2 separate regions of the Anas platyrhynchos genome follow, and region 2 is linked to region 1. Evidence: chromatin contacts called from public Hi-C data. All regions are on one chromosome and are shown on one strand. Each heading gives the region's core, a stretch centred on a gene start, on an enhancer-like site or on the middle of the called end of the contact. The rest is flanking DNA. Distances are from core to core; before and after follow the strand shown.

Region 1 (7,250 bases), core at 3,099-5,598:
CCTACGCAGATCAGCCCTGCCTCAGGTCAGCACAGGGAGATCTAACCAGCAGCAACACGTCAGGATCATGGAGATGCTGGCACACAGGACCATGTAATGTTGATTGTGCATGACTATCAGTATTGCCTAACCCGGAAAGGAAACAGTGACAGCAGCACCGGATTACTGACACGGAGCTAGCTGTACTCAGCTCAGTTTTGGGAAGGGAAACGCATCAGTATTGGCAGTGGCTGCGGTTGAGTCACCTCTGCCTCAAAGCATTTGTCTTTGCTATCAGGATTCTCCAAACCATCACAAGACAGGGTAACATCCTCCCGAAATGGATTTACTGTTTATGATTTGTTGCTTTACTGCAGAGCAATCAGAGCAACACAGTTGCTTGTCCTGTAAACCGCCAGTTAGGATCACGGAAATCCATGCTTAGACCCTTGAAGCTGGTGTTTGCTTAGCACCCATTGCATCTCTGCCTCTCCTGCTGCGATGTGCCACTCTGCCTGGCTCCATTCAGTTGTTTCTTCCTGCTTCAAGCAGAGAGTGAATAGAAACGAATCACCTTTGTCTTTATAGACCCACCTGGCTGTGGCTGGGAGGTGGGAACGCATGCACTGCTCCCACAAAGGCCCTTGCTTCTCCCCAGTGGCACTCAGGTGAGCACTTGTGCTGGCAGCGCCGTGCTGCAGCCATGTGATGGCTGCTGGAGGCCTTCCTCTGACCCGTGCTCAGCCCTGCCAGGCGCCAAAGGGAAGATTGCCCCCATGAGCAACGTGCCCACACGTTGTGGGAGCAGGGAGAGATCAGTTCGGTTCACCTGGCTGCAGCTCTGCCTCTTGTGCCCTTTCTACACGCAGAGTGTGGAGAAGGGGCTTTTCGGAAACCACTGCCCTGGTTGCTGCAGGCCAGAGGCACAAAGCACAGGGCACTGCACATATCGGCCTTCACGGGCACCAGGGCCACAGGGGCAGGCACCATCAGCTTGAAGCTGAGAGGGAAGCACTCAGTGGAAATAAGTCTTTATGGAGCAGCAGAAATACCAGCAGGATGCAGCACAGCCCGGCAGGCCCCCAGCTGCTGCCACCCAAACACTGCTCCGGAAGCCTAGGGACTGGGTGCGAGGAGCAGCCGGAGTGCTTCTCACGGTGCCACTGGCACCTCTGCACCCGGGGACAGGGCAAGGAGCAGCGGGACCAGCAGGGAGCCCCCGGGCAGCAGTGCCCAGCTGAGGGCTGCCGCATGGAGCATTCCCACCTGCGCTGCCAGAAGCAGAGGAGCTGCCCGCTGCTGAGGTGTCCTGTGGACCCCAAGCACACAGCTCTGTCACCCACAAACACGGCTGTGACTTGCCTTGGGCTGCTTTTTGATTTTTCTACTGCATTCCCATCAACCACTTCGCTGTGTGAGAACTGCAATAAGAAGCATCAGCTGAGGTTTCCTCTGTTTTCATCTCTGGCCAGCCTAACTTGACAGAGACCCAAATGTCCTGGGCTGGTGCCTGTGGGGAGAGCACGAGGTGGTGCAACACAGAGGAAATAATATTCATTCCTCAAATCCTGCATTAATCCAAGCTGTCAGCTGCTTCTCTCGCAGCATTTAAACACCAGAGATTACATTACAGAATAGCTGCTTATCATACGTGTCCTAGCCAGCACTCGCTGTGGGTAGCTGCTCCCACAGCACTCACATCAGTGTTCTCCTTACAGCAGGGGGGTGACTGGGACCCCCTGCCTGTGCTCCTCTTTCCTGGCACGAGATGACCACCAGCACCACACAGCCCAGCAGCGGGGGGAGGAGGAACCTGCCTGCCCTGAGGCAGCGGGCAGCTCCTCTCATCCAGGGCAATGGCGTTCCTACAACCCCACCAGTTCCTTCTGCTGAGGAAAATGCTATCCTTTAAATGGGGTAATTTACTAGACTAATGAAAGTGCTATAATTTACATTTGCACCAGGCTGTTTTCCCAGTGAGACTGCCTGTTTCACCTCATTATATGGATCATACCCTTTTGTACACAATTTCTCTAAGAAGATTAGAATAGTCGCAGTACCAGTGCTAAATATAAAAACACATTAAGCTCCTCATATCAAGGATATCCATCAGGACTCCCAAATTAAACCTCTCCGTATCTAATGCCCATTTACAGTGTGACTTCCAAGCTTACTCCCCTTGAACCTAGCAACAAACCAGAGGCAACAAGAGGTGAAGGGGCATCGAAACAACACCATGGACCAGTTACAGAGCTGGGAAAGGAGCCTGTGGGGTAATGTAGCCACAGTCTACAGGTGTTTACACAAGGCATGTGCATCAGATGGCAGAGAGCATTAGCCTTGCATGTGGCATCAAGTGGGCAGGTGCTGAAACCAGCAAAAGTTGAAACAGAAGGCAGAGCCAGCCCTTTGGGTGACTGACCACCCACCCCAGCTGCCCAAAGCATTTCATAAACTCCTTCTTAGAGACATGGCACCCAGACTGCTCATCCTGGAGGGAGAGGCTCTGGCCCAGCACCAGGCATCCTGCTCCGTGCTGGGACTGCGCCCATCCTTACACAGCTCATGCTGGACACGAGTCTGGAGGCAGCGCTCTCCCTCCAGAACAGCAGCTGTGCCTCAAGCCATAGGTGCGGGGATCTGAAACAGGAACAGATCCTTGCAGCTCTGGGAAGAGGACACTTCTTTGCTCTCACACCACACAAGAGATACTGCATTGCAAAACAACTTGATCTCACCAGCCAGGGGCACGCAGCACAGTGATTCACTGCTTGTGCTCAGTGCCGGCAGGACAGGCTGACTTCCTGCCTCTCCACAAACACGGTTCTTCTCAGCACAGATGATGCAGCTCAGCTATAGCCTTGTAAATACCAGGATTTTATATATTTTTTTATTTTATCTGAAGAGCACCTTTGTGGTGCAAATGCTACTGAGCTGCAGTTTCATGGCCAAACTAAAGCCAGATTAGCCTTTATTTTCAACAGTCCTGCAGTCTACCATGTCCTGCTGGTGAACACAAATATTTAGACATTAAATACATTTTCAAAGAGTCTTGTAACCATGGCAGAACCAAAAGAACCCTAAAGAGCACCCAGGTTACCAAACATCAGACAAAAGCAATGCAAAACCTGTTACTCATTGGGGAGCCACTGAATAATCTCCATTTCTGATGGGATCAGTTTGTCACAACAGAATCCACATTGTGCTGCCTTGGTTTCATGCTCATCACGAAGCACAGGACTCGCAATGGTGCCTAGGCAGCACCCCCAATCTCCATCTCGTGAATCGCAGGGTAAATCACAGAAGCCCACTGGAACAGCTTGTTTGCCAGGATGCTTCACTTGAAGCAGAGGTGAGTCACAGCAGCTGACTTTCTAAACTGCTCTGCTACCCAAAATGAGGCCATAATTCACCTGTTTGAATGCACTGATGACAACTTTAAAATGCAAGCCTTGAAAAATAAAACCAGAATGCTGCTCCAGTATTGTTTAAAAACATAATAAATTTGCAAACAAACTTGGCAGAGAGAAGGTAAAATGGGATTTTTTGGCACCTACAGTGCAGCCATTTTAAATTAGGTGACTAAATACCTATAAATTGTCTAATTAGGTCAGCTTCCATTGCAACCTCAGCCTGAAATGCCCCAGCAAATAAGCTTTCTTCAGAGGTCTTTTACACCCTTTGTTCTCATGTAGTCATTCAGGATTATAATTCACTTAATCCACATAATTGACTTGAGTTTTTCTAGAAAATTCTATGACTTCAAACAAATACACTTCTCAGGAATTTAAGTCTATGTATGAAAGGATTTATTCAAAAAAAAAAAAACACAAAACATGAAATCTGTGTAACAGGGCTCCATAATACAGTTGCATAATGACATAAACAGTGGCTCCAACCGGATATTCATATTTGTTTTTCATAAAGCCCTGAAATAACAATTTAACCAAGGAAAAAATGAATTTTGTTAAAATAAGCCTGCCCTTTCACTCGTTCAGGAATTAAAGCAGAGCTGCATGCCAGATCAGGTTTGCCTGCTCAGACATTTCCCACCTCGCCCTCTGCCATCCATCCCTCTGTGCCAGCACAGCTGAACCAGGCACCCTGCGCCCCTCTGCCTGCCTCAGCCCTGCCCAGCTCCCCTCTGCTGCCCCGTTCATCCTGCTGGGAGCACCTCGCTGTCCCCATCCCCGCAGCCTCTGCTCCCAGGGCTGCGCACTGAGCAAGAGCAGGGAGCAGCTCCAGCTGAATTACAAAACCCAGCAATAACCCAGCTTTTTTTTTTTTCCTCCTTCAGGCTGAGTTATTCAAGTGCAACTGGCAGAACAGTTGTATTGTCATGAGTCAAGGGGCAGCGGTGAGCAGCCAAGGACGAGGCGGTGTGGGAGTATTGTAACTGACAGGCTGGCCAAACCAGCATCTGAGAACATAGAGGCTGCGAACTTCTGGTAGCAGATGTCTTTTCCTGTGAATTCCTGAAGCCCCGGGGCTCTCCAGGGGTTGCCTAGGTTCTGCCTACTTCAGCTTGAAAGCTTTTATTTGAAGCCCGCTCCCTGTGAGTGCCGTATCTCAGCTCCCCCATTTAGCTGACATTTTCTGAGTCCAGCAGCCTGCTCGGGCATTACCTGGCCTTCCTGCTCATTACAGTTTCTCCTAGCCCCGTAAGTCGTTCCTTCACACAGCACATTCCTAGTGGAGCAGCCCTGGGGGCAAGACTGTTCCTGCGTGAAGGCTTCACACCTGGGCAGCGCTCCTGTGGGCAGGTCGCTGGCTGCCTCACAGCAAGGCAGAAAGTGAAAATGTATTCATAGCAGAGCCCTGAAGCTTCCCACAGTGACTTCCCACCTCCCCTCCTCAGTGCAGCACGTGGAGGAGTCCCGTGCTGAGAAATCCCCCCGCTGAAGGCGCTGGGCCACAGCCAGTGTCGGTGCTGCAGCTGCTGGGGATGCTCACCAGAGGTGCAGGGACCTGCAGCACCCCTCCATCCCAGGGGCGCTTGAGCAGGACAGCAGTAAGCACAGCACGAAAAGACTTTGGAAAATCCTTTTAAGGGATGGGGAGTTCCAGGCACGCTGGCAGAGCACCCGGCTGCTCCCACGTGAGGAGCTCCCCACAGCCAGCACCAGCCCCGGCCACGCTCAGCTCCTTGGGGCCCAGACACCTGGGGGGACCATGGATGCAGCAGCCACCTCTGTGAACAGCACGGCCACAGAAAAGGGGGAGTGCTGGAGAAAAGGGGGACAGAGGAGCTTTGTGCATAAAAATGAGAAAAGCACCCCCAGCACCTCCGCCTGGGACAGCCCAGGGGCCCTGGGGGCACAGGGAGACAAATGTGTGTGACAGCACCCCTGTCTGGGAGGCAGGCTGCTGGTGCCCCGCGAGGTGGGAGGGTAATGGCATCCTCCCCGAGTGAGACACTAATTGAGCAAAAACTTATTGAAATCAATACTCTGCAGGACATTTCTGCACAGTGATCTGAGCTAATTAACTCTCCCGTGCGGCCTGAAATCCTGCAATGATCGTGAACCTTCCTGCCATGTCCAGCCTCTCACTCCTCTCTTCTCTCGAAACAATGCCTTTGTAAGCTACAGATAAAACAGGAATTAAACGCACCCTGGGGTCACGCTGACACACATATAGAGGCCACTGTAGTGCCTGGACCTGTCTTCCTTCTTACATGGAAAAAAAAACCTATTGAGACCTCCTAACAGAGGGCAGCCACCATTTGTGATTAGTGCCCACATGGGAGAACCTGCTGTGACGAAAGCCCCAGTCACACAAACCCCACTCCCACAGCTGACAAGGCGTGCTTCCCTGGGAAGATGCAGCATATGGGAAAACCATCATTTGACACAGGTATACTGCAAAAAGTGACCATAAGGAATGGAGACTGGGAAACAAGGACAAAGACTCATTTTGCAGTGATGCATTTACCTCCTTGGTGAGGCAGCAGGGTCCAACGTGCCAGGCAATACCCACACATTGCACACACTCAGCTCTGTCCAGCTCAGATTAAAAAAACAAGTTTGCTGCCCCGGGATTTGAGAATGCAAAGCAGCAAGTTCCCAAATGCTAATTTAAGTTTACAAATTTGCAAGAGGCTTGAACAAAGCCAGGAGCCTCAGAGCCAGGAGCACGGAGGAGGATGTTACAGGGCAGGGCAGCCCATGCCCTGGGAGGGAGGTGGCTGTCTGGGTGCCCTGCAAGGGACTGACTCTGGTGCTGGTTTTGTAGTGCTTGACTAGCCACCTTCTGTTCCCTTCTATTTCATCTGCCGCTGCTCTGCAGCTCTGTAGGATTATTGATGACAGCACTGTTTAAAGAGCTTTTGCAGGGCTCATTTCAGTTAGCTAAGTCACCAGGTGTGGGCAAACACTTCAGGGACGGCAGAAGTCACCGCCTTGTCACCTTTGCAATGAATTTCCAAAACGCAAGCAGCACACATAGAGCACCAGCACCCGAAAGCCCCCCTACCACACCACCACCGGGGCAGGTTGAGGCGTTTTGGTTTTGCATAGTGCAAAACACCCCCATGGGAAGCGCAGGACGGCACACGGCAGAACCGGGTAGGCTCACAGCACCAGGTGCCCACGGGCTGCGGGAGCTGACCGCTGCAGGACGAGGGCCCGGCTCCTGCAGGCAGGACCCCCGAGCCCCCCGCACCCCCCGGCCCCCCGATCCGCGCCCCTCGCACCGCCCCGGGCGGGTTTCCCTCGCCGGCAGCGCCCCCTGCAGGCCGCGGGGGGCTCTGGAGCGCGGCCGCAGCCCGCGGCCCCTCGGCGGCTGCCCTGCCCCGGGCGCCCCCAGCCCTGCCCCGGGCGCCCCCAGCCCTGCCCCGGGCGCCCCCAGCCCTGCCCCGGGCGCCCCCAGCCCTGCCCCGGGCGCCCCCAGCCCTGCCCCGGGCGCCCCCAGCCCTGCCCCGGGCGCCCCCAGCCCTGCCCCGGGCGCCCCCAGCCCTGCCTTGAGCCGCTGCTGCCCCGCGGGGAACTGAGGCGCTGCAGGACGCCCTGCGCCCAGGGGACCCCGGTCTGCAGCTCACACAGCAGGGGACAAGCAAAAACTTTGCTCTCCATAGAGTTACACACCTCCATCACCAGCTCTTCTGTCCATCACGAGCTGGTTGATACAAAAAAAAAAAAAAGCCAAACCTACCTGAAACTGCCCACCTGAAAGCAGAGTCTCCCCTGCAGCCTTGAGGGCAGTGCTTGTGGGGCTGCTTTTATGGCCCTCTGGCAAGCTGAGGCCCTTGCTACTGGTTAACGGGGGGCAGC
Region 2 (7,461 bases), core at 1,759-4,258, 120 kb before region 1:
TCACAGGCAACGCCTAATGTTTCGCTCTGACATAGGAGTCCACGCCTTTTCAACCACAAGCACATCTTTGCTCAGGCGAAGACATTTTCAACTAAGTTAGCTGTGGCCAGGCCCTGGAAGAAAAGGACTTCGAAAACAAACCCTTGAGAGAACTGTCAAACTGAGCTGAGAGACACCCACCAGAGGGCTGGCACGTCGGCAGCCCAGCATTTTGTCAGGGAACACTGACAGGCTCGGCTGGGCGCAGCAGCTGCTGGGCACTGCCCCACCGCCCCCGCCTCGTGCAGCACCCAGACCTCACCGCCGAAGTACGGCAGCTCGAGAAATGTGCCCAATTCTCACTTCAGTTTAGGTCTGCTCCCTGCCACGGCCACAAGAAAGAAGAATTGCAGGAATTGCCATCACCTTCCGCATCCTCACCTCCACCTAAAAAATACTCAAAATGCAAGCTTTGCATATGATCTGGTTTCTGCAGAAGAATCATACCCTCCTTCATGCATAAGGATAGATACGAAGAATGGCAACACAACCATTTGAGTCAGCAGCACCACACAGAGGAGAAAAGGAGATTTCTGTAATGTCTATGGCTACTAATGGGAATTTAATCAGTTCCTTAATCTTGGTGGCTTCTTTGCAGAGAGGAGCCATTGGCTGCAATGATGAACGAAGAAAAGCTTTAACCTAAGACTGGAAGTCCTGAACCTAGCCCCCCGCCCCCAACCCAAAGCATGCTTTAAATACCGAGCAAAGCACAGCCACTCGCTGTCCTTTCCAACTCCAAGCTTCACAAGCAGAAAAGCAAAGTCTCAGCTGGCAGCCAGCTCATTTAGTGCTCCTTTTTCCTCCTGTTCAGCTAAAAAGCGAAGCACAGCTTGTACCTTCTCTACTGCAGCAAAAAGAGAGCCACAAAAAGAAAAAAAATCAGCATGGCCTTTGTCAGCCTCATTAAAACACTTTCCATTCTCCACCAAAGGGGGGGGAAAGAGGGGGGTTACTTTTTTTTTTTTTTTTTTTTTTTTTAAAGCATACAGGAGCTCCTTGAACTTTCAAGGCCAACAACATATAATTTGCTGTCCTAAAATAAGTCACAAAATAGCAGCCAAATTCCTGGCTACAGCTTCACACACCCCGTGAGGTTGGGCCACAGGTCCCCGCGGCACCACACCTCAGGTAGGGGATGGAGCATGGGGGGAAGAGGAGGAACACGAGAGGAGAAGTGACATTTGTTTATTTACTTCATAGGTAATTTAAAATATGCTAACTTTAAAGTTAATATTGTAATCCACGGAAGAGAAGGAACACAGTGTTCCTCAGTCATTTGGGGAATTTTATGGTGATATTATGCTTTAATTAGACGATGTACTTTGACCAGTTTGTTAAGCATTAATGGACAGGTGGATGGATTCCTCAGAAGCCTTTTCTTGTTCTTAAAATACCTCACTACTAAAGACGCCTATGTGTTTTTTTTTGTGTGTGTGAAAGCTTACCTAGCCTGGCTTGAAGCCTTCTTGCTGATCTGCACAGAATGAGAACACAATACCGACTGCATATATCATAAGAAGTGTTGTGAAACCACAAAATGAACACCACACGTATTCACTGATGGGAAAATACAGCGTAGCGAGGAGGATAAGCTTTACTATAAACTTGACAATGGGAAACAAGAAAGCAAGTTTGAGACTGGGGCCATTCCTTTCCTCCGAGCAGCCAGCCGGTTGTCAACAGCGCATCAAGCGCGCCGCCCGTTCAGTGCTACAGGACACAGACGGGAACGGCTCCGCCACTGCTTCCCGGGGAACACGCCGAGAGCCAATACCCGTAAGGATCTGGAACTGAGTTCAGCCGGACCGCTCCTCCATTTTGTTTAATTTTTCCTTGGGGGGAAACTAGCAAATAGTAGAAAACTGGCAGTAGGCTACCCAGTGTTTGATAGTGAAATCAATTTTTAAATACAAAGTCAGCTGTCATCCAAAATGCAGACTTCAGTTTTGCAAGACCAGAGACTGATGTATCCAAGGAAAACAGACCAGACAAAGCAACATTTCTCAGCCGTATCAATTGTGCTGTCAAAGGCAATAAAATAGCATGCTACTTTGAGGGCTACTACATTGTAATTTGTCATTAAAAACACACACGAAATTTAAAATATTTTTTCCATTTGCATTTCTCAGACTGTGTAATTTAACAGCAATAGATTTTTCATGTTAACAATCACATTAACATATTAACAATTCATCTTAACAATTCTAGATATTTGTAGAACAATGACAGAAGTTTAAAGATTTCAGCATGTGACATGTAAATGTTATTTTAGTCCTCCACATGTTACCACATTCTGGGAAATGCATATAGCAAATAATCCATGATAATGCAGATTATGACCTGTATCTACCTTTCACAGCAATTGAAATGTCTATTTTAATTTGTTGGAACATAAAAAACAAGCCACAAAAATGCTCCTTCATTAATATGTTGACATCTATTCAAAGATGAAGACACTTTCTATTACGGGGTTTTGTTTCTAGAAACATTTTTAACAGAGTGCTTTCTTTTTGTGGAGATTATTTTGACTGCTTGCAAAAGGACTTCATCCTCAGAAGTTATGCAAACTGTATTGACACAACTACATATGCAAATTGAATTCCTCAGAAGAATGGAAAAAAATTGTGGTCTGCGGTTTATCTGGGTTTCGAGTTTATGAAGAAGTATTAAGAGTCTTCTTGTAAGTCATTTTCCAGTGCTTCTGATGCACCTCAATTTGTAGAGGGCTTCCAGCAAGCGTGCACAATACAAAGTTAAAAAAAAAAAATTCTGAAGTCGTACGTTTACTAGGTTGCTATGTAGTCTAGTGTCAGGACTGTGCTGTGCTACTTTTAGTACAAGCATATTAGTCTCTTCCCTAAAAAGCTTTTTATATAACCTATAATTCCACTTCCTACTGCATTCATGAACACAGTATAAACAGCAATCCCACCGAACACACGGATGAAACGAAGAAGGGTTCAAGGCTCCTGGACTGCTCTGTTCCTCAAAACAAGCCGAGGACTGCCTGTCTCACACTGCTGCTGGTGACAAGCGGAACTGGTAACTTTTTTTTTTAAATATAGCTTTCTCAGATTGCAGATATGGAAGGCGGAGAAATGGAGAGGGAGGAAGGACATAGTGAAACTACTGTAGCTGAGAGATGGGTTCAGGTCTGCTGCAGTTACTCCTCAGTTGGTCAGAATCCTGGACCTGTCCAGCCACGTGGGAGTGTCAATGAATCATTTTCTCCCTGTTTTGAACTTCATACACATGATATTCACTGGAGCAAAGACAGACCAAGTCCAGTTACACATTAGTGGTCTCTGCTCTGGGATACTAGCAGCTCTCTTTTTCCCCTCCTCTTCCTGTTTTCCACAAAGTATTTGGAGACGTTTCCATAGTGCTCACCCCACTTTAGTAACAACTGGAAGTGTACGGAGTCTTGCCAGTAGCCAGTAAATATGCAGAAGTAATGTGATGCTACAAAATAGGCAGTGATCTGAAAAAATATGGGTTTTATCTATTTATATCTACTTTATATTTTCTTCGTAGAGTCTTTTCAGAAGATGTGCAGAGGTTTTAAATCAGAATTAGCTGAAGAAACCTCCACCATTTGAGCACCACATACATATGGCAGTAATTAAACAAGACGGAAGAAAAATAAATCAGGTTAATCTTTTGTGAAGCTGACAGATAGTGTGGAATATAAGACTGGCTATTTAATTTCAGGCGTTTGTAATTACATTAAACTTGCCAGAAAAAAAAGCTAACTGCACTGTTTTACAATATTGCAGATTGCATGTACTTGACCTTGTAAATAATTACAGGATGTTCTGAATTACAAAAAAAAAAAAAAACAACGATAAAATATCAAAAGTCAAGTTTGCTGTATGATGTAATTTCACTTTAAAACTCGAACAGCAGAATACTGTTACATTAACCATTTTTATATAGGAGATTTAAGCATGCTTAAAGGAACCTGAAAATCTATCAATTCTGGCAGATATAAATTGTCACGGTGAAACAGCAATTACTAATGCTAAACAGAAAGCATAACACCTTGGTGTTCCTTTAGTGCTCATTTTCCATTGCTTACTTGCTCGTTTCTGCATGAGATCAACAAGTAAATCAAATCTCTACTGCAAAACCAGAATTTGTTAGAGCAGCTTTTATGCTCAAAAAAGAGTTATGTTTTCAACATTTTATAATATGGGTCCAAGTTCAGTATTTTCATATTGCCTAAAAAATAAAATAAAGGGAAAATAGGAGGGATGATCTATTGCAAACCAACATAAAAAACTGTTAAATATTATTAAAAACAAACTAGACTGTCACCATTTTTATTTTATTGAATTTACTCAAATAGATTTCTTACTCGGGAGACTTAAAAGACCATTTCATGTGAGACTGAAGTAATTTTTATAAAGTGTCAGGGACTTTTTAGCTAGACAACTGTCAAGAAGAAAACGTAATGCCTATACACTATTCACTACTTAGAAAGACAAAAAGGTACCTACTTTTTAAGACTGGTTTTGACTACAAAATAGTGACTTCAAACTCACAAAGCAAAAGATCATTGCGTTAGTAAACAAGCTACCAAACAAGCAAGTATAGCACTTGAAGAGAAAATAACTTTTACCTTACCTGATAAAACTCCCGAAGCCAATTCTTCTGTAAGTTTTCTGGCTGAAAAACAAAACAAACAAAAAAAAATAAGAATAAGAGTAATGTATTTTTATAATATTACCCCAGTACTTGTCACTTTCCTCAATGCATTCAAGTGAGTAGTTTTTTCCACAGTTACAGAAAAAAGGGCATTTAAATGTTCCTCCAGGAGCTCTAATGGACAGACTTTTCCTTTTTGATTTCTGAGTCTCCTCAGGTTTTCACTGAGAAGGTGCACATTTTGTGTATGACTTCACTATGTTTGTGTACTTACAAGCTTATCAAGCAATCAAGCCTGTTGATTTAATACTAAATTTTAATATCAAAATATCTGCTTTTAAAGTACATGCTCATTGCCTGGATATCAACAACTTTATACGAACTGCTGATACCCAGTTTCTGCAATTTGAGGACATAGCTTCAAATCAAATTACGTGCATTTAATTCTAACAAACTGGCCCAGAGGCACTACTGTGCTTTTGCAGGATGCTCAGGCACATTAGAGCTCCTGTCAAAGACAAGCTGGGAGAAGAGTACAAGATTGCTACATGAGTTACGAAACCTGAAGAAGCACAAACATAATAAAGCACCAAGTTCTGCGTTTTTCAGAAACATACAGATACAGTTATGAAGGTAGATAGCTGACTTCCACGTGCCAAATACAGAAACAGCCAGGACATTCACTGAGTTCTACTGTCAACAAGATTCGCTAATTTCTGCATCACAGCGGGAACGCAGACCCGAATCAGCCTCTTCTCTTACAGAAATAGCCGGAATGCACAGCGTTTGTTGGAGGCAGCAGAACGTATTACACTGGAAACCAGAGAGATGCCTATAACTGTTACTGAAGGGAGGATGGATGACACCAGCCAGTCAGACGCAAACATACTGGCATGAAAATTCCCATTTTGCTCTGTTCTCCCATCATATGTGCTATTTTCAAATAGTTGAATGCAACTTTAAAATTATTCATTTGTTCTGACTGCCTGTTGAATGAAGTTTCGCTCACAGGTGGCTGAAGAATTGAGTAGCCTCCCCCGTGCTGACCCAAAAAATACTTTTTTTTTTTTTTTTTGAAAGCTGAGGGGGGAAAAAGTGCTACTTTTGTCCCCAGCTCTCCCTTGCCCCCCTTCTGTTGATCACCCCTTGTTGATTCTGGAATTCAGACTTTACTGGTCCAGAAGGCCAAGTTTTTGCCCTGCAGGAGCGATCCTTGTTTCTCGCGATGCCGCCTCAGCATTGCCCGGGAAGCCGCCTGCTGTGCTTGGGCCCTGCGTGCGCGGAGGCTGCGGGGGCAGGCGGCTGAGCGCAGGCACCACGACCAGACCATCGCAGCAGAGGCCTCTGCGCCGCGCCTGAAGCCAACCGGGATGGATCTTGGCCCGCGTTCAGGGACGTCTTAAATTAATAAACATGCAGAACAAAACATCCACGGCTCCCACCCATGCCCTTCCCCTCAGCCGAACAACATCACACAAAGCCAGAATAAGGAAGCTGCAGACGCAAATAAGAACTGTAGGCAACCAAGCAAGGGATAAAATATTCCCTCCAGAAGAATGCTGACTTTTAACTGCTTGTTTCCACAACTTAACCCTTTTTCTACTCATTTTGAACTTAACAAGTCAAGCCAGTGACTAATAGGTAAGAACCGGCACTTTTATAGAAGCAACAAGAAGAAAACAAACCAGGAGCTGCTGTGATTTCAAGCCGGTTTCTAACCTTAAATGATGACGACAGCACGCGATCTACAGGCTTTTAATCAGCCCACGAAACAGCCGTGTATGGGGAACTTGCACACACGCTTTGTATATGATTTGTATATGATCCACACAAAACGGCTCAACTCAAACTATCAAGAAAGCAAGACCTTGGGGATTGTGAAATTTCTAATTAAACATTTTTGGCAGTTATGAAAGCTCGATAAGCAAGTCCTGCATCAGACCACAAGCAGACTTCAACACTGCTGCGTGTTTGTTTTCAAAATGGAAAGTATGGTCTTATTAGGTAATAGGCAATTTTTGTTTAAAAACAAACAGAAAACCAACTAAAAACCACACACTCCTAACTTCTCTTTACTTTATTTATACTAGTCACAAGATGCCTCGGGGACCTACTAAGTTTCAAAAGTAATCCAAAATTGACAGAAAACAGTCATTTGTGAAAGCCCGTTAGAGAATCCCACTTTTATTTACAGCCTGGATTTACAGAAAGGGACTAACCGACAAGTTCTCACAACATCCGAAACACCCCAAACCTGAATTTGGTGTAAACACGCTACAAAGTGCGGGAGTCTCCGCTAAGAGCCTCACCTACTTTGTCTCTCTCTGCTACGCATAAATCTAAACTTATTATTTATCGTGTTTAGAAATTCTAAGTTAAATCAGTTTGCAAATCCGTAAATAACAGAACATGCTCTACAGATTACAGTACCTATATATTTTTTTCTTTTTCTGTAAGTAGAAAGCGCTACCAGTCATGAAATTTAAAGAAAGTTATTCATACTTCAGGATATAAATCAGAATCTCAGAGGATATAAAGCACGATGTTATTTCTGCTTTTAAATGCAACTCTAAGCAGTAGAAGCTCCCCATTTGCTCCATGACTAAGTGCCAATGCTATGAGCTTAAACATCAAGCCCAGTGAGTACATCCAAGGGATGCCAAGGCTGCTGCAGGGCCCTGCAACAGCTCTGCACCTACCTCCCATATGCCAGCCGAGACTGTTGTCATGAAATCAGATCAAATATTGAAAAATTGGCTAGACAAACCGAAG

Evidence for each region. Hi-C and Micro-C count contacts between places; a contact is called where the count stands out from the background.
Region 2: a contact with region 1 is called in a Hi-C map of subcutaneous adipose tissue, with 2.8 times the contacts expected there. The contact joins two enhancer-like sites. A contact is called at or near these places in 5 of 8 Hi-C or Micro-C datasets (F1 follicle, liver, skeletal muscle and 1 more).

Annotation. Positions count from the first base shown.
Region 1 is chr6:41,076,534-41,083,783 of IASCAAS_PekinDuck_T2T, reverse strand. No RefSeq gene overlaps it. Among named protein-coding and RNA genes, the nearest start is that of INPP5A, 57 kb to the left of the region's middle. Within about 2 kb of position 4,348, at least 2 of the 8 cell types and tissues checked have an H3K27ac peak or open chromatin away from gene starts, as enhancers often do. A contact at or near this core is called in F1 follicle and subcutaneous adipose tissue, where this site is marked.
Region 2 is chr6:41,190,743-41,198,203 of IASCAAS_PekinDuck_T2T, reverse strand. INPP5A (inositol polyphosphate-5-phosphatase A) reads right to left here. Exons shown (of 16, transcript XM_072039961.1): 2 at 4,669-4,710. Among named protein-coding and RNA genes, the nearest start is that of INPP5A, 58 kb to the right of the region's middle. Within about 2 kb of position 3,008, at least 3 of the 8 cell types and tissues checked have an H3K27ac peak or open chromatin away from gene starts, as enhancers often do. A contact at or near this core is called in F1 follicle and subcutaneous adipose tissue, where this site is marked.